Regions from separate parts of the Mus musculus genome. Here regions 2, 3, 4, 5, 6 and 7 are each linked to region 1. A link is a contact called in public HiCAR-type and promoter capture Hi-C data. All regions are on one chromosome and are shown on one strand. Each heading gives the region's core, a stretch centred on a gene start, on an enhancer-like site or on the middle of the called end of the contact. The rest is flanking DNA. Distances are from core to core; before and after follow the strand shown. Region 1 holds the start of Tmem60 (transmembrane protein 60). Region 2 holds the start of Tomm7 (translocase of outer mitochondrial membrane 7). Region 3 holds the start of Gnai1 (guanine nucleotide binding protein (G protein), alpha inhibiting 1). Region 4 overlaps 5031425E22Rik (RIKEN cDNA 5031425E22 gene). Region 5 holds the start of Rint1 (RAD50 interactor 1). Region 6 overlaps Gnat3 (guanine nucleotide binding protein, alpha transducing 3). Region 7 overlaps 5031425E22Rik (RIKEN cDNA 5031425E22 gene).

Evidence for each region. Promoter capture Hi-C pulls out the DNA fragments that hold promoters and counts their contacts. HiCAR-type assays count read pairs that join an accessible place to other places.
Region 2: a contact with region 1 is called in a HiCAR-type map of astrocytes, with 4 times the contacts expected there. The contact joins the promoter of Tomm7 here to the promoter of Tmem60 in region 1. A contact is called at or near these places in 2 of 39 promoter capture datasets (liver and pre-B cells) and 1 of 115 datasets of contacts at active chromatin or transcription factors (astrocytes).
Region 3: a HiCAR-type map of astrocytes shows a contact between it and region 1, with 6 times the contacts expected there. The contact joins the promoter of Gnai1 here to the promoter of Tmem60 in region 1. A contact is called at or near these places in 2 of 39 promoter capture datasets (cranial neural crest and hippocampal neurons) and 2 of 115 datasets of contacts at active chromatin or transcription factors (astrocytes and embryonic forebrain).
Region 4: a contact with region 1 is called in a promoter capture Hi-C map of pre-B cells, with 3 times the contacts expected there. The contact joins the enhancer-like site here to the promoter of Tmem60 in region 1. A contact is called at or near these places in 3 of 39 promoter capture datasets (the 3T3-L1 cell line, liver and pre-B cells), 1 of 115 datasets of contacts at active chromatin or transcription factors (astrocytes) and 1 of 9 other capture datasets (adipose tissue).
Region 5: a contact with region 1 is called in a promoter capture Hi-C map of pre-B cells, with 4 times the contacts expected there. The contact joins the promoter of Rint1 here to the promoter of Tmem60 in region 1. A contact is called at or near these places in 2 of 39 promoter capture datasets (liver and pre-B cells) and 1 of 484 Hi-C or Micro-C datasets (CD4 T cells).
Region 6: a contact with region 1 is called in a promoter capture Hi-C map of liver, with 3 times the contacts expected there. The contact joins the enhancer-like site here to the promoter of Tmem60 in region 1. A contact is called at or near these places in 7 of 39 promoter capture datasets (the 3T3-L1 cell line, 3T3-L1-derived adipocytes, the C10 cell line and 3 more) and 1 of 115 datasets of contacts at active chromatin or transcription factors (astrocytes).
Region 7: a promoter capture Hi-C map of neutrophils shows a contact between it and region 1, with 7 times the contacts expected there. The contact joins the enhancer-like site here to the promoter of Tmem60 in region 1. A contact is called at or near these places in 6 of 39 promoter capture datasets (the 3T3-L1 cell line, embryonic stem cells, hippocampal neurons and 3 more), 2 of 115 datasets of contacts at active chromatin or transcription factors (astrocytes and differentiating embryonic stem cells) and 1 of 9 other capture datasets (adipose tissue).

The regions. Positions count from the first base shown.
Region 1 is chr5:20,880,823-20,883,779 of GRCm38.p6, forward strand. It overlaps Tmem60 (transmembrane protein 60), which reads left to right and starts at 1,631. Exons shown (of 2, transcript NM_177601.3): 1 at 1,631-1,833. Phtf2 (putative homeodomain transcription factor 2) reads right to left here and starts at 1,302. Exons shown (of 18, transcript NM_172992.3): 1 at 1,134-1,302.
Region 2 is chr5:23,842,668-23,846,028 of GRCm38.p6, forward strand. Tomm7 (translocase of outer mitochondrial membrane 7) reads right to left here and starts at 1,478. Exons shown (of 3, transcript NM_025394.3): 1 at 1,304-1,478. The coding sequence starts at 1,406.
Region 3 is chr5:18,358,848-18,361,726 of GRCm38.p6, forward strand. It overlaps Gnai1 (guanine nucleotide binding protein (G protein), alpha inhibiting 1), which reads right to left and starts at 1,566. Exons shown (of 8, transcript NM_010305.1): 1 at 1,205-1,566. The coding sequence starts at 1,322.
Region 4 is chr5:23,385,503-23,388,388 of GRCm38.p6, forward strand. The region is part of intron 1 of 5031425E22Rik (RIKEN cDNA 5031425E22 gene); the gene reads right to left. Among named protein-coding and RNA genes, the nearest start is that of 5031425E22Rik, 46 kb to the right of the region's middle. Within about 2 kb of position 1,554, at least 405 of the 459 cell types and tissues checked have an H3K27ac peak or open chromatin away from gene starts, as enhancers often do. A contact at or near this core is called in adipose tissue, astrocytes, liver and 1 more, where this site is marked.
Region 5 is chr5:23,786,432-23,789,651 of GRCm38.p6, forward strand. Rint1 (RAD50 interactor 1) reads left to right here and starts at 1,280. Exons shown (of 15, transcript NM_177323.4): 1 at 1,280-1,451; 2 at 1,859-1,904. The coding sequence starts at 1,410.
Region 6 is chr5:17,999,134-18,002,003 of GRCm38.p6, forward strand. It overlaps Gnat3 (guanine nucleotide binding protein, alpha transducing 3), which reads left to right. Exons shown (of 8, transcript NM_001081143.1): 4 at 521-678. Among named protein-coding and RNA genes, the nearest start is that of Gnat3, 38 kb to the left of the region's middle. Within about 2 kb of position 1,443, at least 38 of the 459 cell types and tissues checked have an H3K27ac peak or open chromatin away from gene starts, as enhancers often do. A contact at or near this core is called in 3T3-L1-derived adipocytes and liver, where this site is marked.
Region 7 is chr5:23,416,757-23,419,918 of GRCm38.p6, forward strand. All of the region lies in intron 1 of 5031425E22Rik (RIKEN cDNA 5031425E22 gene), which reads right to left. Among named protein-coding and RNA genes, the nearest start is that of 5031425E22Rik, 15 kb to the right of the region's middle. Within about 2 kb of position 1,820, at least 443 of the 459 cell types and tissues checked have an H3K27ac peak or open chromatin away from gene starts, as enhancers often do. A contact at or near this core is called in adipose tissue, astrocytes, differentiating embryonic stem cells and 5 more, where this site is marked.

The DNA of each region.
Region 1 (2,957 bases), core at 381-2,880:
TTTCTGGTTCCAGACATGGCTCAGTCTACCCGGACCTCCTGATTTCTTTCCTCTGGGGTCTAGAGTCTGAATCATAAAACTCACAGAAACACCCGTTTCTTTCCCTTTTAATCTATAGCCTGTACACCAAACCTAAGTTAGGACTTGAGCTAAAGTGCACGTGGAAGTCCAGTGTTAGGAAAAACGATTTACAAAAGTACCTAGCAAATTCATAATCACTTAAAATCAAAGACTCGGAAAAAGAAAAAAGGCAAGAAACGCTTAAAAATGTTTGATGAAAGCAATAAAAAATTACTAAAGTATTACACGTAAAGTAACATCAAAGTAAGCAACGTCTACCACTGACAAAACAATTGTAAATTGCATACCTAATTTACATACACCCAAGTATGTAAAACCCACAAGGAAGATTAATTGCTCCACATTGTACTTTCCCAGTAGCACATGTTAATACAGTCCCCAGGTGTTCTCCGGACAAAAATAAAATGGTTAACAAAATGATTCCTGAAGTTTAACAAGGCAGTGATGAGTTAGAAAGCACAATACCAGAACAATACTAGAACGCTGGCTGTCAACACGAGGCGGAAACAAGGTGAAGCATGCCTATGGACCACTGCATTGTTTGCAGACCTGAAATGCCCTGCCAAGGCCCACGCGCGAGACTCGGGTAGCCGCCCCTCCGCGGTCGCTGTAGGAGCCGCAACTCCCGTGCGCCGGAGCTGCGGGAGCAGCAGCTGCCCTTCCGCGCGGGCAGTGCCTGCACGCAGGGCGACCGCTCCGCGAGCCCGCGCGCGCCTCGGGCCGCTAGAGGACCTCGCGTGGGCCCCGGCCCGGCCACCCGCCGCCCCCACACGCCCTCTGGGGACCGCGCGACCCCAAGCCAGAGGAGCGCAGGGGCGCGCGCGCCCACACCGCGCCGAGCTCCGGCCCGCAGCCGCCGCGCCCCGGCGAAGGGAGGGGGCCGCGGCCGAGCGGGGCCCGCAGGTGCCCGTGGCAGGGGGCGCCACGGCGACCACGAAGCCCGCGCCCCCATCCCGCCCGCCGCTCCGCCGCCCGGTCCGCACAGCCCTGGGATCCTGTCAGAGTGCGGCGACCTCCACATGGCCCGCCGAGCATGGAGCTGTGGCGCCTACCGTAGCCGCCGGCGCCGCGCCGCTGGGAAGCGGCTAGGAGACGCGCAGAGTCGCGAAGGCTAGTGCCGCCGCTGGAGCCCAAAGAGCTACAGCCCCGCCGCCGGCGGCGCGCTGCCTCCACCCTCGCGCCGCTCGCGCCGCCCGCACCGCGCTCCGCCTCCCGGGACGCCCCGCCTCCTCCGCGGCTCCTCGCATGACCACGGAGTCTGCGCCGCAGCCCGCAGGTTACGGGACCGGGCGAGAGGGGTGGGAGGGTCCCGGCGAGCGAGGGCGGGCCCGACGGCGGGCGTGATCGGAAAACTGACTTTTCTACCAACCTATAGGACTAAGGGGCGGGCCCAGGGGGCGCGGTCATTGCCTCCCTTTTTTATCGCTCTAAAACGGAGGGCAGTCAGTTACTGGCGGCCAAATGAACCAATAAACAAGAAAAACGGGCCCGTGAGCGCCGAACGCCGTTCGCTCTGCTCTCCGGGATAGGCCAAGGGCGGCGGGAACAGCCCCGGATGTGGGCGGAACCTTGAGGTGCGGAGGGCCTCAGCTGCGGCTGTTTGGAGAGGCGGAACTATGTCTTCTCCTTAATTATCATGTGAGGGCCTAAGAATTTAATGGGGGGAAAAGTGTGGAAGAGGATTAGGATCCAAACTGGCGGATTTCCCGACCTTCGCTGCCCTCTCGGCTCTCCGGCCAGCCGCTCTACCAGGTGAGTCGGGAGCTCGGCCCTTGTCCTGTCCGTGCTGCCTCCGGGTGACCTCACCCCTTCATGCTGCGTGCGGGCGCGTTTGCACGACGGCTATGGGATGCGTCTTGCAAAAAACGCATTAAATTCCAGCATGAGTTTGGGAGAGTCCAGATATTCCCGCGAAACCACCATGGGCATTTCCAAACCAAAGACCAGGATAGTTTAGCAGGATCCTCACGTTCCAGGGCAGATGAGCCCTAAAGTCAACCAAGTTGTAAGCAGCGAGGCCACTTATTTTGAGAAGGAAATTGTGAGCTGGTTAAACAGAGCTGTCTTCGGGTAAGGAGAGTTCATTTATAAGTATTAAGAGTAGCGGGAGAAGGGAAATGGAATGGTATGGGAAGGACCTTGGATGAGTCTACTACGCACAACTAATTACTAGATGCAGGTGTGTATTTCCATGTGTGGGGAAAGAAACTCTGAAGGTTTCAACAATGGATCCGGAATCATACGGGCAAAAAAAAACAAAAACAAAAAAACACCTTCTGTGTACAGATATAACCACCTTAAGTGAGAAATATCTATTGAGCAAATCTTAGCCTTGGACCAACACATAGAGAGAAAATGGTGGTAAAAACCAAATAAATTCTATTAAAACAGTATGTCTTTGTAAAATTGGAACCTTGTATTACCACTGTAGTTCAGCGTATGTAATCCTTAAACGTCAGTTAAATGTCAGGAAGGTCATCTCCATTGTTGAGAATACTTTTCTACAACCGAGTTTTGTTTCCACCCACAATTATAAACTTGTAACCGCAATAAGCTTAGGCCCTGGCCTCCTTTCACCTCTTGTCCTAAAATGCCTATAGTCATTGCACTCGACTTGGCACTTGTTCCTGAAGGGGGTGGGGATGGGGGAGAAAAAAGTTTGTATTATCCTGTACCATATAGAAAAGTTGTGTTTAAGGATATTAATAATCACAAAACTTTGTTAAAGGTTCTTTAAATTGACCAAATCAGAGGTTAGGACTGAGCAAACATAATTCACAGGATTAAAAACACACAGTTAATTAAGCAGTCTGCCCACATCTCCACCTCTGCTTCCAAACTTAATCTCATTCCATTATATTCTATTTTTTGTAAAA
Region 2 (3,361 bases), core at 228-2,727, 3.0 Mb after region 1:
AACTGTATGGACAACCCGGCCTACAAAAGTAGAGCCAGCAGTGGGTGGTGGCGCACGCCTTTAATCCCAGCACTCGGGAGGCAGAGGCAGGCGGATTTCTGAGTTCAAGGCCAGCCTGGTCTACAGAGTGAGTTCCAGGACAGCAAGGGCTATACAGAGAAACCCTGTCTCGAAAACAAACAAACAAAAAACCCCAAGCAAACAAAAAAAGTAAGCTGTCACAATTATCTATCTGATACCTATATAATATCACTGTCTGAGATTTTCTTTTCTTTCAAAATAGAGGAGAAAAGAGCTGTATGTGACGGTGCAGGCCTGTAATTCAAACACTGGAAAGGTAGGGAAAAAAAAAAAAAGAGAACCAGGAGTTCAAGGCCAGCTTGAGCAACATGAGGCACTGTCTCATCAGTAATACTTAGGAACACCAAGAAAAATACTTGTCCTATCAAAATATCCAGGTTATCACAGCTCACATACTTCTCACAGGTACAACAGCTGCCTGGAGAAATGTCCAGCCTAGTTAAAGGCTCTGCCAAGACTACAAATGAATGTATTTTATCTTATATAATGCAAGTCATGTAAAACAAACGAGAAGCAGCACCTTGTGAGGGTCCTGCTTTAATGAGAAACGCCAGATTCCATATTAGAGCTCTGAGACCTGGAGCTAAAATCCTCTGCTGTTTACCTTACGGGATGAATAAGGCAATTAAGATAAAAAATTGTAAAACTACTCAACCAGGAACAGAACCAGTTCCAGAGTGTAGCCCTAGGTGAAAATATTTGCCTGGACACTTGGGCAAGGAAAGTACAACTTTATGGCTGTCTTTCCCTGCAAAATGGGGTCTGTAACTTTCGGGAGAAAAAAAAAAATCACCGAAATCCTTCATTATACAAGAAAAGCGTAGGCATCCAATGGTCACAATCATGCTTTTAGGCAGTGACGTTTTAACCTGGTTACCGTCTTCCCACTTAGGCTAACCTACAGGAGGGAAACGTTCTAAAAGTCAAATAGAGGATTAATCTTTCTTTAGGGGTCATATAAACCTAAAACCAATCTTGAAAGGTCTTGCTTTTATTTTACAGATTTAAGTAGGGAATATAAGGGATTGTGTGACTGGTTAAACACTACTCAAATAGCTAAAAGGAACTGGAAGATGGTTTTTCGAGCCCGGGCAGACAGCCTCGGAAATCGTGGACAACGCGGAGGCCGGGTTTAATTTCCTAGCCCCGGATGGCAAAAAAGGAGACTCAGACCCCACCAACCCCTGCCCTGCGGCTCCTCCCAAGTTCTTCAATCACTGACCCAGGTAAATCACGAGAGGAATAAAGCCCCAGCGGATGGCAAACTGGCCGCCCTTGAAGAGCTGCTGCAGCCTCTGTTTGGCTTCTTTGCTCAGCTTCACCATGGCGACGACGGACCAGCGGAACGAGGAGCCCAACAACCACCACCGTGTCCGGATCCCGGAAGGGAGAGGAGCTGCGCATGCGCCACGTGGGGCCTTTACGGCAGGAGTCGTGAGGCATCGCCGACAGAGGCCGTAATCCGTCGCCTTCCAGCAACCTAGCTCCGCCTTGCGGGTTCACTGCTCCCGCCTCGTTTTTGTTGTTTTATTGTTGGGACGAATCCGGCTTTTCCTGGAGGGGCGGGGCGGGAATTGTCTTTCCAGATAGGGGCTCCCTGTTTAAGACTTTGCTGCCCTTGAACCCATGGAGCTGCTACTGCATCAGCGTCTCGAGTGCTGGGATTCAATGCGCGCTGTTTGCTGAAGATTGCCAGACGCGCTCACTTGAGGCCTACTTTTTTATCTACAACTACCTTTATTTTTTTCCAGCATCTTTCCAGAGTTTTAAAGCACACATCCCAGCGATGATCTTTGAGAAAGAAGGAATGTTATTTTATATACTGTTCTGTTATCTTGGCTAAGTTCCTTACTATCCCAGAATCAGTTTCTTCTATGGCTGCTAAAACCGGACGTCACCGGGCACTCTTCCAGGTTTCCTTCTACTTTGCACCCGTTCTCTGTTTTTCATTTAACAACATTTTCAAATCTGGGAAGTTCGCGTGAAATCTGGGTTTATTTGTCTGTTTTTCTTTGACACTTCTGGCTTCTAGACTTACATCTCAAGGACTGCCAAGGAACTTAATGAGATCACTGGGCACAAGGGGTTCATGGGAGTTAAGCTACATTTTTACTATAAAGGAAGTTATAGACTTTTGTGTGTGAGAGTCCCAGAAAACTGCAGTTTACATCTGGGAAGGAGTAAAGTCAGATATGCTTAAGCCTTGAGTGTGGTCACTGTTTCAATATTCTTAGTTGAAAATAGTTCTGTATAAAAGGAGTACTGCCCCGTAACAGCAAATGCTGTTAAATGTCAGGGGAGTCTTTGCTCGGCTGGTGGGATTCTTCAGCCAGACGGGACACCTTTCACTTCCCATGTCTCCTTAATTCTGTCTTTCTCTCCTGCCCCACTGCATTCATCCTCAAAGAATACATTTTTATTAATACAATGCAATGAAAAAAAAAAACCAACAATAAAGAACATAGGTGTAGAAAATGCGACTCTAGGATCAGAAGTGCCAAGATTTTAGTCGAATTCTGCAATTGACTTGAAATAAGAAACTTGTGAATTGGCTGATCCCATAGCAAAGCATCTAATTAGTTCACCATGGTTACTAGGAAAGCAGTGCTCTGATCCTAAAATGCAGTGATGTAAATGAGCCAAATGAGAACAGAAATTTTTATGCATCTTGTTTCTCAAAATACTCTGTTTAGAAATACACAATAGAGGGGTTGGGGATTTAGCTCAGTGGTAGAGTGCTTGCCTAGCAAGTGCAAGTCCCTGGGTTCGGTCCTCTGCTCTGGAAGAAAAAGAAGAAAGAAGAAAGAAAGAAAGAAAGAAAGAAAGAAAGAAAGAAAGAAAGAAAGAAAGAAAGAAAGAAAAGAAAGAAAGAGAAAGAAAGAAAGAAAGAAAGAAAAGAGAAAGAAAGAAAGAAAGAAAGAAAGAGAGAAGAAGAAAGAAGAAAAGAAGAAGAGGAAGAAGAAGGAAGAAGAGGAAGAAGAAGGAAGAGGAGGAGAAGGAGGAGGAGGAGAAGGAGGAGGAGGAGGAGGAGGAGGAGGAGGAGGAGGAGGAGAAGAAGAAGAAGAAGAAGAAGAAGAAGAAGAAGAAGAAGAAGAAGAAGAAGAAGAAGAGAAGGAGAAGAAAGAAAAGAAAGAAATACACAATAGAGCTGGGCGTGGTGGCACACACCTTTAATCCCAGCACTTGGGAGACAGAGGCAGGCAGATTTCTGAATTCAAGGCCAGCCTGGTCTACAGAGTGAGTTCCAGGACAGCCAGGGCTACACAGAGAAACCCTGTCT
Region 3 (2,879 bases), core at 316-2,815, 2.5 Mb before region 1:
GTATCTTTTTAATATAAAAACTCAGTCAATCCTATTTACAGAGAAAGATTTATGGGGAGGCTGTGATGGGTGAAAAACACCACCCAGGTCTTTAAAATGCAAAGTTATTTCACAGTTTGCTTGCAAAATGACTCAGATCATTATTACTTTTAGTCATGCCAAGTTTGCTTCTTCTAAGCCTACTAGTAATGGAGAAAGAAGGAAATAACCACCATCTTTCTGCAGTCGTTAAACCAATGAAACGGGAGCTTACTAAAAAGCAGATCTGTGCAGCGATGTTTCTCTTTTATCACAACTGTGAGAAGAACACAAGCAAATCGCTGGAAGTGCAAACGAAGATTCTAAGAAATCTATCATCTGCCTAAATACCTACAGTGTGGGAGAAAAACAAACAAAAGGAAAAACCCTGACTCACAGATCTAAAAAAACCATAACCTGTGAATATTTTCCTTATATCGCTCAATCAAAATCCGGATCTACTCTTTTTTTTTTTTCCTCCGTTCAAAAAAACTGGAAGAAAGACCTTCACGTCGCCTATTAGCAAAACAGTGTTAAGAATGAAGAAAGAAAGCATGGTGTGCAGCTGTCAAACCTCACTGGAGCGAACACCGCAGTGGAGGAACGACCCTGTGGTCGAGGAGCCTTTCGCACCTGTCAGGGCTGTTTTCACCCGCGAAGCCTCTTTCCCTTCCTACTATGAGAGCAAACGTAAGCCAACTTTGGTGGTTTCCATCCCCCACCCAGGCAAAATCCAGCTTCCAGAGCAGCTCAAGTCCTTACGCAGGGAAAATCTCAGCGCTCTTTTCCACTCACTGAGTCGCCATATGAAGTTGACAGGAAGATCACTGAGACCCCGCAGAGGAAGAGGACCCACAAAGAGAGCCCCGAGGCCACCCAACGTGGCACTTTCCAGGCGTGGGCAAAGCGCAACGCGGCACGACACCTCTCACCACCGGGTTTCCGTGGAGAGGGGGTGCTTGGCTTTGTGGTCCCGAATTGTCCCTCATCTAGGGAGGGCAAAGCTCAACTTCAAAGATCGGATTCCCACGCGTCCCGCCGCCCCGCCACACTCTGGGCTGCCAGTGAGGTCGCGCGACAGTCACCGCCGCGGCCAAGAAGCCGCCTGCGCTGTTGAGGGACTGGGATGCCGCGCTCGCTCACCGCTGTCCCCCGGCCCGGGCCCCGTCCCCACGGCCGCGCTCACCCAGCAGCAGCAGCTTGACCTCCCGCGCCGCCTTCTCGCCGTCCTCCCGGAGGTTGCGGTCGATCATCTTGCTGCGCTCCACGGCCGCCTTGTCCTCAGCGCTCAATGTGCAGCCCATGGTGGCCGAGCGTCGCCGCGCCCTCGGCGCCGGGGCCGGCTGGCAGAGCGAGGAGAGGCTGGCCCGGAGGCGGCCCCGCTACGTCCTCAGCTCCCGCAAGCTGGAGGCGAGGTCTGCTAGTCCGCACGCTGCCGCCTCGGGCGGCCGTCCCTGCCGGCGACACTCCGCGATCCGCGCCCGCGAATCCCTGCGACCGCTAGGCTCTGCCGCCGCCGCCGCCGCCGCCGCCACCGCAGCTGCCCGTGGCCGAGCCGCAGCCGCGCACAGCCCGAGCGAGCTCGGCGTCCGCGCGCCGCCGCGGCCCCGCCCCTGCCCGCCCCGCGACCACTCCCAGCGCGCGCTCACGCCCGCCCGCGCACGTGCCGTCGGACAGCGCCCCCTCCGACCGCCGCGCGCCCGCGTGATCGCCGAGCCCAGCTTTTCCTGCAGGTCCCCCCACGAGGTGCCCCGTGCGGCCGCTGACTTCTCCAGCTCCGCCTGGGAGCTCACTAACCCCCTCCCACGCTTTGGAGACCACTGCGGGGGATCCGTGGGTACCTGCCCCTTAAGAGCGCGAGTGGGACGCTTGCCAAAGTTGCGAGCAAGGGGTGAGGAAAGGCAGTCCAGGGCATTTGAGCATGCCCGGAGCCTGCAGCCACCCAAGGGTTTACAAAATGTGTAGGCTTAGGTAAAGAACCGTGGGAAATAGAGCGAAATGAGCGAGAAATGGAGCCCTGCGAAACCCGAAGTGGGGAGCAACCAAGCGGGAATTGGGGTCTTGGGGTTGCCAATGCTCACTTCCTCCCTTGCCTTTTCTCTTTTCCTCTGGCTCTCCCTTTGATCTATGCTCACCTCCCTTTTCATAAGGGAACACATTTCTAAGGAATTTCTTCCTAATCCGACAGAAACGTTTGACAAAGAATCAAAGAATTGTTTTAAAATGGCGTGAGCAGTAAAACACACAAACAAGTCTGCGGCCTCTGTGGTAATGGATCGCCTTTAGGGCACTTGTAAGTGTCTTGCCAAGCTGCCTACCCATGGTTTATGGCTCTGTTGTAACTCCTGTGCCAGTAGGCATGGCATTTCTTTTTGTAGGCCTTAGCTTCCTTGCTTTTAAATGAGCTGTTGATCTACACTACAGTCCATCTTTCCAGGGGCAGGCCAAGGACTAGATGGCTTTTCATCCAGCGTGAGGGGAGGAGCATAGGTGGAAGGTTGGACTCTCCTGTCAGTTGCACTGCTGATTATAGGAGAAATGTTGATGAATTAGATGATGAAGCCACTAGCAAAGAAAATACATTCCTCGACGAGATAAAAATTAGGCAATTAGTCTCTGGCTCCCATTTGAATATTTAGCTTCAGGTTGGGTCCCTCAGAGCAAGCAGAGCTTATAGGTTTCCGTTTTGTTAGAGTCACACCTGCGGGGCACAAGATAAGCAATCTTAAGAACTCCCTCCGCTTTTTGTTGGATTCTTTCAAAATAGAACAAAACCCGCACACTTTTAGGGTACTCGGTCACCTTCTACCTCCTTTGTGTTTCCTGACACTCCAAAAGTTCATCAAGAATTCCAGAATTAA
Region 4 (2,886 bases), core at 304-2,803, 2.5 Mb after region 1:
AAGCCACATTTGTCCATTAGCAGAGGAGGCCAGAAGAGGGTATCAAATCCCCTCAAACTGGAGTTCGAGATACCTGTTAGCCATCATGTAGGTGCTGGGATTTGAACTCACACACGTTAAAAGAGCAGCCATATCCTGTCTTCAAAATGAAAAATTAAATAAATGAATAAATAACTGACAGGAGGGGCAAAGCCTATTGTTCCAAAGTTTCTGTGGGCCTTGGGCATGCTAGGTTATGGGGTCTGGTAAGCAGAGGTGGAAAGGTTTCTAAATGAGCAGAGCCTTGCCCTTTGATATAGTTGCCAACAACCACATTTTCTGTTCTGGGCACAGTGCCATCAAGGGTCTCAGCCACCCTCCCCCACCTTAGTGAGAAAGTATCTGCTAGCGTCTAGCAGGGTCGATGCAGGCAAGGACCAGAGTGAAAAGGAGTTCTGAGCCTGGCTTCCCTGTGGTGCACTCGGACATACATCTTCCAACCGTCATCATCTTACTCCTCTTGTCTCTGACCCCTCCTTGACCAAAGGCAACTACATCTCAGTTCCTTACTATTCGGGAGCTACTCAACAATTACACTAAGAGAGCTTCTGAGCTGGGTGGGCATGGTGGCACAAGGGCATCCCTGTAATCCCAGCACTTAGGAAGGAAAGTCAGGAGGCTCACACAAGTTCAGGGCCATCCTCAGTTGTGTGGCTGAGTTCCAGGCTATGTTACAGAGACCCCTGCCACAAAAATAAATAAATAAATAAATAAATAAATAAATAAATAAATAAATAGATAGATAGATAAATAAATAAATAAATAAATAAATAAATAAATAAAGCGAGGGAGGGAGGGAGAGGGGAGGGGAGAGGGGAGGGGAGAGGGGTGGGGGTGGGGGAGGGGGAGGGGTGGGGGAGGGGGAGACTGGTTTAGAACTTTGCCCTGACTCTGATCTTAATTCCTCCTGGCAATGGGCAAGCTGTTTCTTTTCTGAGGAATGCGAAAAGAGAATGAGAGATTTGTTATGGTGACAGGAAGATTCCAGATCAGAGGCAAAGCCCCTCTAGGGTACATACCATCTGGGGATAGTCCCTAGAAAAGTAGATACCTGCGCTAATTTAAATGTTTAACAGGAATGCAGGTGCAGATGAACAAAAGGTAGTTTCCATTAGGTAGAAATGTTTTTTTTTTCCACTTCCTGTTTCTAGTCTCTTTTTCAGTGTTCCTGTACGAAACCACGGAGTTTCAGAAGCAGATGAAATCTATCAGCGGCCTGCCCCAAGCTCCGTCAACCCTGCCAGGCTGAATGGTGCTGATTGTTCGCAAAGGGCGGGCATTTCTCTGCAAACAGAAAAGCCTGCTCAAGAAATGCCACTCACCGCCCTGTATCAGTCTCAATATTGAGTCTGAATGATTTCCCGATGGCGACTTGACCGAAATGGAAAAATATTTTTCCGTTGCAATTCCCCCGGTACTGACTGGTGTTTCATCCTCTTCCGGTCCTTGTGAGACAGCAAGAGCAGACAGAGCTTCAGCAGTGTTGATCTTCAGCTCTGAGAACAGAAGATGGGTGGGGTGCTGCGTTGCCACGCAACCAAAGGCAACACAGCTGCAGATCTCTGCCAGCTGGGCCAGCCCATTCAAACCGCAGGGAGTTTCAAATGGCTGTGTCCCCTAGGGACTGGGCTTAGCAAGCCCAGGGGGAAAAGTCAGCATTCAAATGGCTTCGATGACGATGACGCAGAGGAAGCCAAGAGGACGCTGTCAAAGCCTAGTCATCATTGACTCGAAGTTAGTATACTTGAACAGGAAAGAACTGCCAAGATCAGACAGGCAGGACACACACACACCTTTCTTTTAAACTTTAAAAGTTATTCTCTTTAAAAGAAACGTAGTTGCTTTTTAAAAAGCTATACAAAGTTCTTAATGTTTCTTTGGCAACAGAATAGAATGAAATTTTACAACTATATAAAATGTTTATTTACCGGTGTGTGTATAGCTGACTGACAAAGCTGTCTACCACCCAGCACCCTAACTGCTGAAATAAGCTACCTCATATTATAGCATCTCCAAACAGAATGAGAAGGGTACAGAGACTGGAACTTGTCTGTAGACTAGGAGGTGACTTTATTATCTTTCCTATAGTCAAAATCTGCACTCTCTGCTCCATGATGCCTCTGAATCCACTTGAGGGGCAGTGATGGTCCCTCCTCGGCCACTACCACGTACCCTGCCATATGAAAGCCAACACTTCTCTGCCTTGGTAGCTCCATGGCCACCATCTGGACAAATTGGGGTTCCGAACATTTCAGCATCTAACCTTTCTTCAGCCTAACTCGGGCTCCTTTCTCCAGTATCACCATAAGCAATACTATCAAAGAATGATTTCATTTGGTCATGTTATTAGTTGGGTCTCAGCAGGTCTTCGGCAGCATCTCCTTCACTGGTTAAGTACCAGCTTGTGAGTCTCCTGTATCTTCATCCACAAGCTTGTCCTGTTTCTCAGGTTTCTCTTCTTCTAATTTAAGTTTATTATGAGACACTCTGTCCGTTTCCTCCTTGTTAAATTGTGTGTATGCACTTGTCTTCCTCAGATTTCACTGGACCATCTCATGGATACCAAATCTTCCTCTACCACCTTGATGAGCCCCACTTCCTCCCCTCAGAGCAGAAGGAACACTTGGGACTAGAAGCCGCTTGTATAATTTCTTTGTCACTCATTTTGTTTCCCAGTCTTGGGATTTTGTGTGCTTCAGCTTTCTCCCTTCCTCCCTTCCTCTCTTTCTTCTCCTCTCCCCACCCCCCAACCCCAGGAATTCACTCTGTAACCACGGGAGGGAGAAGAGTTTGGCTGCTATGTGATGAAGGGAGTCTGAGATACAGGCTCCCAGTCCTCTCCTCAAA
Region 5 (3,220 bases), core at 30-2,529, 2.9 Mb after region 1:
ATTTATTTATTTTTTTTCATTTTATGTGTATGGGTGTTTTGTCTGCATGTATGTCTACACCTCAGTGAGTTTTCTTCTCACGGAGTAGTTTCTGTTTCCTCTAAAGATTTTTGTTTGTTTGTTTGCTTGTTGTTTTTTTTTTTTCTGTTTTCTCCCCATTTGTTTGGTCTCAAAGGCATTGCCTTCCAGGGTTTGCCTGTCAAATTTCCATGTTCTCTACCTATCCCTTGCTTCTAAGTAATTCAGTTCCTCCTCCCTGGAAAACAGTAGAGGTTTAGGGGGCTTTGCCCAGCAAACTGGATGCCAGATTTTGAGTGCTCTTTCTCTGTCTGACTCCCAGAATGTTTCAACCCTCCTACAAACAGATCTGGACCTTCCAGTTCGAAAATATATGAAGGAGTGTTCCTTTTGTCTAGCTGTCCTTCAAAGCTTACTCTTGAGTCTACAAAAGAGGTTACTTAGTCCCTACCTTTTAAATGGAGTATTTTTTTCTGTACAACGCTTAAACAGTAATAACTATTAGTTACAGGCTGAGGCAGGCGGATTTCTGAGTTCGAGGCCAGCCTGGTCTACAGAGTGAGTTCCAAGACAGCCAGGGCTACACAGAGAAACCTTGTCTCGAAAAACCAAAAATAAATAAATAAATAAATAAATAAATAAATAAATAAATAAATAAATAAATATTAGTTACCTTTGCACGTAGACTTTTGTCTCTCTAAGACTGTGAAATATAGAAAGAGCACTTTGACACTCCTACCTAGTACCACGTGGGCCAAGTATGGAACTCCGGTGTCTTGGTGGCAAATGCTTTTATGCGCTGAGCCATTTTGAGATAGGTGTTGTTCTAGCTGATACCGAATTCACTTTATAGAGCAAGCTGGCAGGGACTAGTGGCAATCTTCCCGCCTCCGCTCCCGACTTGTGGCTCACCATCCTAAGGGTATCATGAGTATTTTCTCCTCCCCTCCTTCCTCTCCCCTCCTTGAATTCAGTGTGTAGCTGGAGTTGACTTTGAACTACTGGTTTTCCCGCCTTCACCTCCCAAACGGTGGAATTCCAAGTGTGAGACACCATGCCAGGGCCGAATTTTATTTTTAGTAACTCCAAAGAAGTGGAGAGAGCTCCTGCACAGAACTCAGCAGCCTGGGAAGCAGTAGGGCTGCCAGGTTCCCTGAGCGGCCAACATGACATCCAACCAGCAGGGGGCGCCACAGAACAGGACAGCGGCGCGCAGATATGCCTCTCTAGGCCAAGAGAACGGAACCAGAGAGTCGGTGATAGGAAGTCGAGGTGGCGCTCAACCCTGCGTCCCAGAAGGCTGGTCTGGTCGCCCAGTCTGTGTGTTCCCTAGCCGGACTCTGCAGGCCGGGCTGGCGGTGCATGGAATCCAGAATTCGTGCGGAGGCAGGATGCTTGCGGCTGACGATATCGGCGAAGTGCCGGCAGCCCCGGTGAGGCGTCCCTGGAAACCCGGGGAAGGGACGCTGGTGACCCTGCGAGGTGGCACAGACCCCACCTCCGCCCCGGGGACAGGTTACCTTGGAAGTGGTTTGGCGGTGGTTCCCACGGCCGGAAGCAGGCAAGGGAGTCCCTGGGGAGGTAGTCACAGTGCAATGTCCGATGTCCCAGAAGATGACAGTTTTGAGAGTTGGCGGGAAAGTGGCCTCGGTGCCCGGGCAGAGTAACTCGGACCCTGGGGAGGTGGTCCAGACCTCTGGGAAGGTGGCAGTAGTGTCAGGCATGCCCCTGGGAGAGGCGCCTAGGACCTCTCCGCCCGTCAGTATGGGACCTTTCGGAGCGCTGTATGAATTCCACTTACTTCAGTCTAACTTGTTTGCCACACCTGTTTTTCTGCCAGTGCTGCCCCGAGAGTGGTGACGAAACGAAGAACACAGACGTGAAAAGTAAGCAGGCTTTAAACCCTTAGTTCTTTTTGTCTAGCTGCCCTTCGAAGCTCGCCTTTTCAGAGTCTGCAAAAGAGTTTCTTAGTCTGCTATCTTTTCAATGGAGTATTCTTTCTGTACAATGTTTAAACAGTAATAAATATTAGTTATCTTTGCACGTGGACTTTTGTCTCTCTAAGACTGTGAAATATAGAAAGAGCACATTGACGCTCCTTCCTAGGACAGTGACTGGTTTGGCTTCACTGGGACCTGCCATTTTAATGAACTGTCAGCTCGTTATCAGGTATTTAGAGGGGTTATGCTGGTCACTGTTACTGGGTTCTAGGAAGAGGTTTGATAATAGGTTAATTGTACTTTTGCCTTCAGTGAGTAAGTAATTACAGTTTGCTGCAGGTAGCCCACACCTTAGGTCCCAGGGCTTGGTCTGGGTAGGTGACATGGAAAAGACCCAGTACCTAGGACAGGAAACTATGTCAGACTCCTGGATATTTGTTATTTCACTTGAGATAAGCGTAGCAGGTTATTAGGAATCCAGCACCCTGAAGGGGCTGTTTTTGTTTCTCTCTCTCTCTCTCTCTCTCTCAATCTCTCTCTCTCTCTCTCTCTCTTTAACCAAGGTGGAGCGTAACCCAGGTTCGCCCCAGACTTTTGTGTGACTAAGGATGACCTTGGACTCCAGATCCACAGTCTTCTATTTCACAGATGTCACATGCCCAACCTCTTTAGGAGCTTTTGAAGTATTTTTTAAAGATTTATTTATTATTATATCTATGTACACTGTAGCTGTCTTCAGACACACCACAAGAGGGCGTCAAATCTCATCATGGGTGATGGTGAGCCAGCATGTGGTCGATGGGACCTGAACTCAGGACCTTTGGAAGAGCAGTCAGTGCTCTTAACCTCTGAGCCATCTCTCCAGCCTGAAGTATTTTTTAAAAAGCCCTTATGTTAACAGTTAAGCTCAGTGACCTTGACAGTAAGAGAAAGGGTGCCCACATTTCCATGTGGCTCCCAGGAGGAAGTTTGCTCTTACTGTTGGCTTCTGATAAGCTTGAAAGATGGCTTGGTGCTTAAGAGTGCTTGCTGCTGTTACAGGGGACCTGGGTTCAGTTCCTGGAACCCACGTGACAGCTCAGTACTTCAGTCTTAGAAGTCTAAATGTACAGTCCTGCCATCCCAGGGCTCTTGCTCACACATGGTACACATAAACTCACGGAAGCAAACACCTGTGCACATAAATCAAATGAACAAATCCTTAAACAAATAAATAATAATTAAAAAAAATAAAACAAAACAAAACCCAAAGCCTGAAGTGG
Region 6 (2,870 bases), core at 193-2,692, 2.9 Mb before region 1:
TACTTACTCTGTTTTTTGATTCTTAGCCAATTCTTATGTCTGTCCTATGGCACATTAATGCAAAGGCACTCAGTTCACACCATTTAACGTACAGCGTCAGTACCTCTGTGTGTCTATACGTGTGTGTAATCACTTGCCCAAGTAATTAAAAGAAATACCTCATGCCAAGTAACATTTTATTACAATCTAATTTTTCTTTCACACCAGCATTTTAAACCAGGCCATAACAGACTAGCACTGTTATTCTTTGTGACAACATATTCAGAAATCAATGAAATATACCAAAGCATTCAAATTCTTCATATAGTATTTTGCAATTTTCCAAAGGTCAGCATTTCTAGATATCAGTCAACTACTATAATGAATTTTAGTTTAATTATTCTTCATAGATTTTGAAAAACTCTTCAGTGAAATGATTGACAAAATGAAAGGAACAAAAACCTTTTAGCGTGCTCTATTTAAAACAGTGCCTGTGCCTAAATAGCATACTTTTGTTCTTCCCACCAAAATATTATTCCAGGAGGACCAAGAACAACTTCACTCAATGGCAAATACACTAGAAGATGGTGATATGACTCCACAGCTGGCTGAAATCATTAAACGACTGTGGGGGGATCCAGGAATCCAAGCCTGCTTTGAAAGGGCATCTGAATACCAGCTCAATGACTCTGCAGCTTAGTAAGTCATTTTCTTGGACAAGAATTGCAGATGACACATAGGTTGTAACTTGGCACATTGTGCATGTAAGCACAAATAATGGGAAATGGTTTAGCATTTTATTATAAAAAAAAAAACCTGAGAGCCAGCAGAAAAGACATGAAACAACATACCTGAGAAGAAATATATACTACACATATCTTCTCTTAGTTAAAAAAAAAAATTACCATGATGTTCAATGCTTACTTAGCATGAACACAGACAGATGGCATGCGTGTTGATATTTGGAACTGTATGCATCTGAATCATATATTTCAGTGTTACTGAAATAACCCCTAGAATAAGTTTACTAGTGATATATGTGATAGACCACTAGGTTATTGAGCAAGACACAAAACTCTGGAAGAAAAGTCGATTGGCTTCAGATTTTAGCATATTGTGAAATCTCGTTAGAGTCAGCATAGCAAATATTGGCAAGTAAGTATTTAATGTTAATAAGGAACTTAGGAGAGCATTGCACTGTTTACAATAGAATTGTTGCCACGACTTCAAACTTCCTTGTTTCGAGTGCTTCTTGAATTATTTTCTGTATGAATCAACAAGAACATGTGATTTTGTTTGGCTACAAAAAGTTTGTGCAATTACTCGTTTTCTATTTCTTCCCATGCCTACAAACATAGAAAACATACAACATTGTCCTTGAATGAATCCCGTGACAAACCATGCAAGCCCTGAGGTTTAATTAAACAAGCAACAAAAAGTAATGTGGCTGGGAAGCAAAGCTCTCTTTAAACAGAAAGATGGGTCATGCATGACAATGACAATGCAGATTTGTAATCACTGAGTACCTTTGACCCATAAGTCTGTTTCTTAGGAAAAAACGACAGTGATGGATGGAGAGAGTCTGGAAAAAAAAAACATAAAAAGAAGTCCATGTGTAGTGAGCACATTTCTGTGATGGTGATGAGTGTTCATTTATTGTTAATTTCCACTGGGACCATTTCCTTTAGACAAAAGTATGGATTCCACTTGATGAGAGCAGGGTGTCACTCTATGACTACATAAACTTGGGAACATTTTCTCCAAGGTTCCAGTCTCTACCTCACTGTGATTATCAAAGTGATTTCTGTGGTACTGTAAAACCTTGCTTACCTGTCTGTGCTAATCATTGAGTAAATTAGATGCAAGCTTATACATTACATACAAAATGTTGCTTAGTTACCTCTGGGAAAGGTGAACCGAAAGACAGACATGTAAGTGTGTTCCAGTCAAGATTAATAAATTTCATTTTGAATAAATATTGCCTAGATACCTTCAATTACATTGTTAGTATGCTTGCCTCCTTGTTTGTCCTTTATATTTATAGTAAAAAATTTAACTAATTATAACTCAGATAACTAACCTGAGGCAATAAAATGACACTGTATTTCATATTTTAGATGATTTATTTGTTTAAATGCTTAGAATTTTTGACTAATAGTTTGAGTTGAGAATATTACCATACTGTTAAATATATCAAACATCTATTTCCATTGATTTTCTGAGTTCTGCCCATACTGTAAATAGTTTTTGAACACTCAGTTGATTTGCACAGCAGTATAATTTTATGAAAATTTATTTTCTCTCTATGTACTAGAAATATTTTCTACATAAACTGAATACTTGAGATATTAACTTTGGCAGCTTCAAAGTGTTACTATAGGCATATTAAATAAAAGCCTGCTAAAATGTTGCTAAATTTACATTATTTTCTTCCAAACGTTAAGAACATATTATTTTTTCAATTTTTGAATTAAATTACATACTTCAATTTCCATATCAGAGTGATCCTGCACTGCCTATTTATTTTGTTTATACTATATAAAACATTTTTTTCCAACTTTTTAGTGAAAGGAAGATTTTTTTTTTTTTTTTTTGCACATCTAGACATTCTGCAGATGGACGCTGCCAGAAGAGTAGAGCAGAATTCCCAGTTCCCGGGTTTGGCTGAAGATGCCACAAGCTCTAGGAAAAGCTCGGAGGAAAGGCCTCAGCTACCTAAGTTTCATGGTTTACTAATTAGGGCCACCTAGTGTGCTGTTTAAATTCCACAAGCATTAAGAGCAAATGTGGTTTACAAGGGACAGCACTATCTTTACAGGATTAGAAGTAAATAATCAACGCATTGTATGTGACTTGAGTCATAACAGCTAAAGGTTTAGAAACTACAGGCT
Region 7 (3,162 bases), core at 570-3,069, 2.5 Mb after region 1:
CTCCACTGTCACACATTTTCACTGAACATTTAAGGTCACAAATAGACAGGCAAGGTGATCCAGCACCCTGACAGCTGCAGGGCACTAACACCTTAGTAAGTGCACACAAATACATACTGAGGTTTTTTTTTTTTAAAGCAAAATTAGGATTATCTTGTAAATATCACTTCAAGGCCTACGATAGCCATCTTTCCACATCAGCATTTTTAAATGATTGTCCGTGCAGCGTTGCCAGGCGAGTAGTACTGAGCCACAACTCTCCTCGCCTGTTTCATTTTGGTTTGTATTTTTACTGTTAACATAGCTTACATAAATAGTACATCTTAAGTCTGTACTAGATTGACCTTTCTATTATTTGCAAGTATACTCTACTGTGTGGCTTCCTCCCCATCAACAAGGCTTTAAACAAGAGGGCTCTTCTAATCCCAATCAGACTGTATTTACACTTTACAGTTCATATGCAGTTTCCCATTAAATGTTCTAATGTACAAAGAACTTCTGGTTCAACTGGTGTGGGGATCTGACATTTTTACCTCTCTGTGTGAATTGTGGATGCTGGCTGTGTCATTCAGTCGTGGGTTTGGTGTCCTGCAGAGATTTGTAGACAGCAAGTGTAAAGAAATCAAACCCCCAGCCTGAAACAGGGATGGTCCAACTGTTCCCTGTATATTCCAACCTGGTGGGTCCGCGGTAAAGCACAAGTTTGGGGTTATTTTTTGTGTAATAATCTTTTACTGTTTAAATCTTCATCGCTGCCTCCTAAGTTATCCCAAACACATTATTACATCGTTAGTGCACCTAAAACAGCAAAACAACAACAAACCCCAAGCGACTTCACTCCTGCTTTTGTCCCCTAATCTATACCCAGTTCTAAACCACCTAGCCAAACAGTGAAGCCGCGCCCTAAAAATAAACGGGCACATGTGTGAAAACTTCTAACACCTAGAAACCTACAATGTACTTAAACTCAGCCTGATTTTTCCCTGTAAACTAAAATCATGGTAGGACTACCCAACTTGGCCTTGTCCATCACCCTACAGCATATTTATTCAGTATGGACCTGCAAAAAAGGAAGCCACACAAAAAAGAAGCATCCCTTAGAAACCAGAAGCCAGTAAAGTCTGCTTTGGAGGGATCAGTTATACTGAAGAGCTGTCAAAATACACACTCATGTGCTACAGCATGCTTCTCCATACCTTCATGTTTTAGGTGGTGATACCCAGCAAAGTTAATCATCCCCCCGCCCCCGCAACTCCCCCACCCACCATTCCCTTCTTTCTCTGTTAGTTACTACTGCATATCTGGTATACATTATCTCATTTAATCCATCAATCTAATTTAAGTGAGAAAAGGCTGGACTAAAGAGATTATATTTCAACAAGGACACTGCTCTACTTCCCCAAACTGAGCATCATGAAACTAACCAGGCATGATGTAATTCTGTAACCCAAGTCCTCAAAAAGATCGGGCCAAATGCAAGACCGCTTCAAAAACAAAAGCAAAAAAATTGTTATTTCCACTGGGCGCAGACTAACCACCATCAGCATTTCCGGAAGATGGCGGCTGCACTGGGCTCAAAATGTGAGCTGGAAGCTCAGACGACCGAGTTAAGCAGGAAGCTGCACTACGGTGCTTTACAGCGAGGATTAAAGAAGGGATAAGCTCGGCCGCTGTATGTAGCCTCGTCGCTCTGCTCCGTGAAGGTCCCAGGAAAACGCCGCCCGGCTCGAGCGCCGCGCACCCGGCCAGCCTGCAGGCGCAGCTCCCGCAGCTGCTCTCCCGAGCGGAAGGGCAGCCGCCGTGACGCAGACAGCGCCGGGGAAACGCCCTGCTCTGTGGTACAAGCACTCGCTCTGTCACTGTGGGACTCAAGGCTTGAGGTCTAGAGCACAAGCCCACGCTATGCTTCGCCAAGAGGTGTTTTTCCTCTGGTGTAAAATTTGGCAGCCACAACGGGGTAGCTTGGTTTTATCCATGGTTAGGACACGCCGGCTATAGGTATTATACGGTAAAAGCCCGATTACTACAAAAGGTCAAAACTAAGCTACTGAACCACTCGTCAATCAAACCGGGCTTAAGAGAATGGATCCTCAGTACTTCTCACTAAAGAAAAATCCTTTCCTACAGCTTTTCACTCAGGCCACTTTTACTGGACTAATTTCTAATGTCAGTTAGGGAAAGGATCACTCCAGTTGAAAGCTACAAGAACATTAAACGCTAGAATAGCTAGCTGCGCGTTACAGGCATGGTGATGTATGCCTGTAACCTGAGCTAGAAACAGGAAAAAAAAAAAGGCGTTGATCTTTTGACTACCAAGTGATTTCGAGGCCAGCCTGAATTACACGAACCACGCCTCGCCTTTAAAAAATAAAATTATTTAGTCCCATTAGGGCACCATTATGTCTAAGCTTCATTATTTGTCAGCCTTCTCTTAGAATCTGAACACCTTGCACAGGATTTCTAAGCAGGAGTGTCCATGGAGAATTTAACAGGATCTGTGCACTATGCTACTCTACGCACATTAACAGCATTCCGAGAAGGGATCCGCCTTTCAGAAGCATTAATTAGGATGGATTTCTGGTTCCGAATTCCTGCAGTGTATTGTGCCAAGCCTGTAACTCTAGAGGCAGTGTTGAGTTGGTGGTCAGTCAGTCTGAGTCACCTGAGACCTCGTTTAAACTCTTGCCCACCCTCGTCCTCGAAAAGCAACCCACATTAAGGTCATGTGGACCATGGAGTCAATCTTATAAAAAACCTTCTCAACCTATGTAAAAGCTAAGTCTCCAACTCCTCATACTTCCTGAGAGCCGGGGCTGCAGTGATTTCCCACTATGCCTAGATTTTCTATTAGGACTATTTTTCAATTGTGGCTGGGTTCACAGACTTCTACCCTAACTTTTGCTGGGGATTGAGCCCAGTGCTTTCCCAGAGCTACGCCTCACTCAGCCCCTAACCCCTCCCCTTCCCTCAGTACTAAGAATCAAACGTGCTGGAACTGACGAAGACTACATTTCAACTCAAGGCAGGTGATCTCCTATGTTTGAGGCCAGTCTAGTCTATAAAGCAAGTTCCAGGCCAGCCACTGAGAACTTGTCCTCTAAACAAGACAAACCCATGACCTGAAGCATACTAAACAAGTGCTCTACCATCAAGCTATGACCA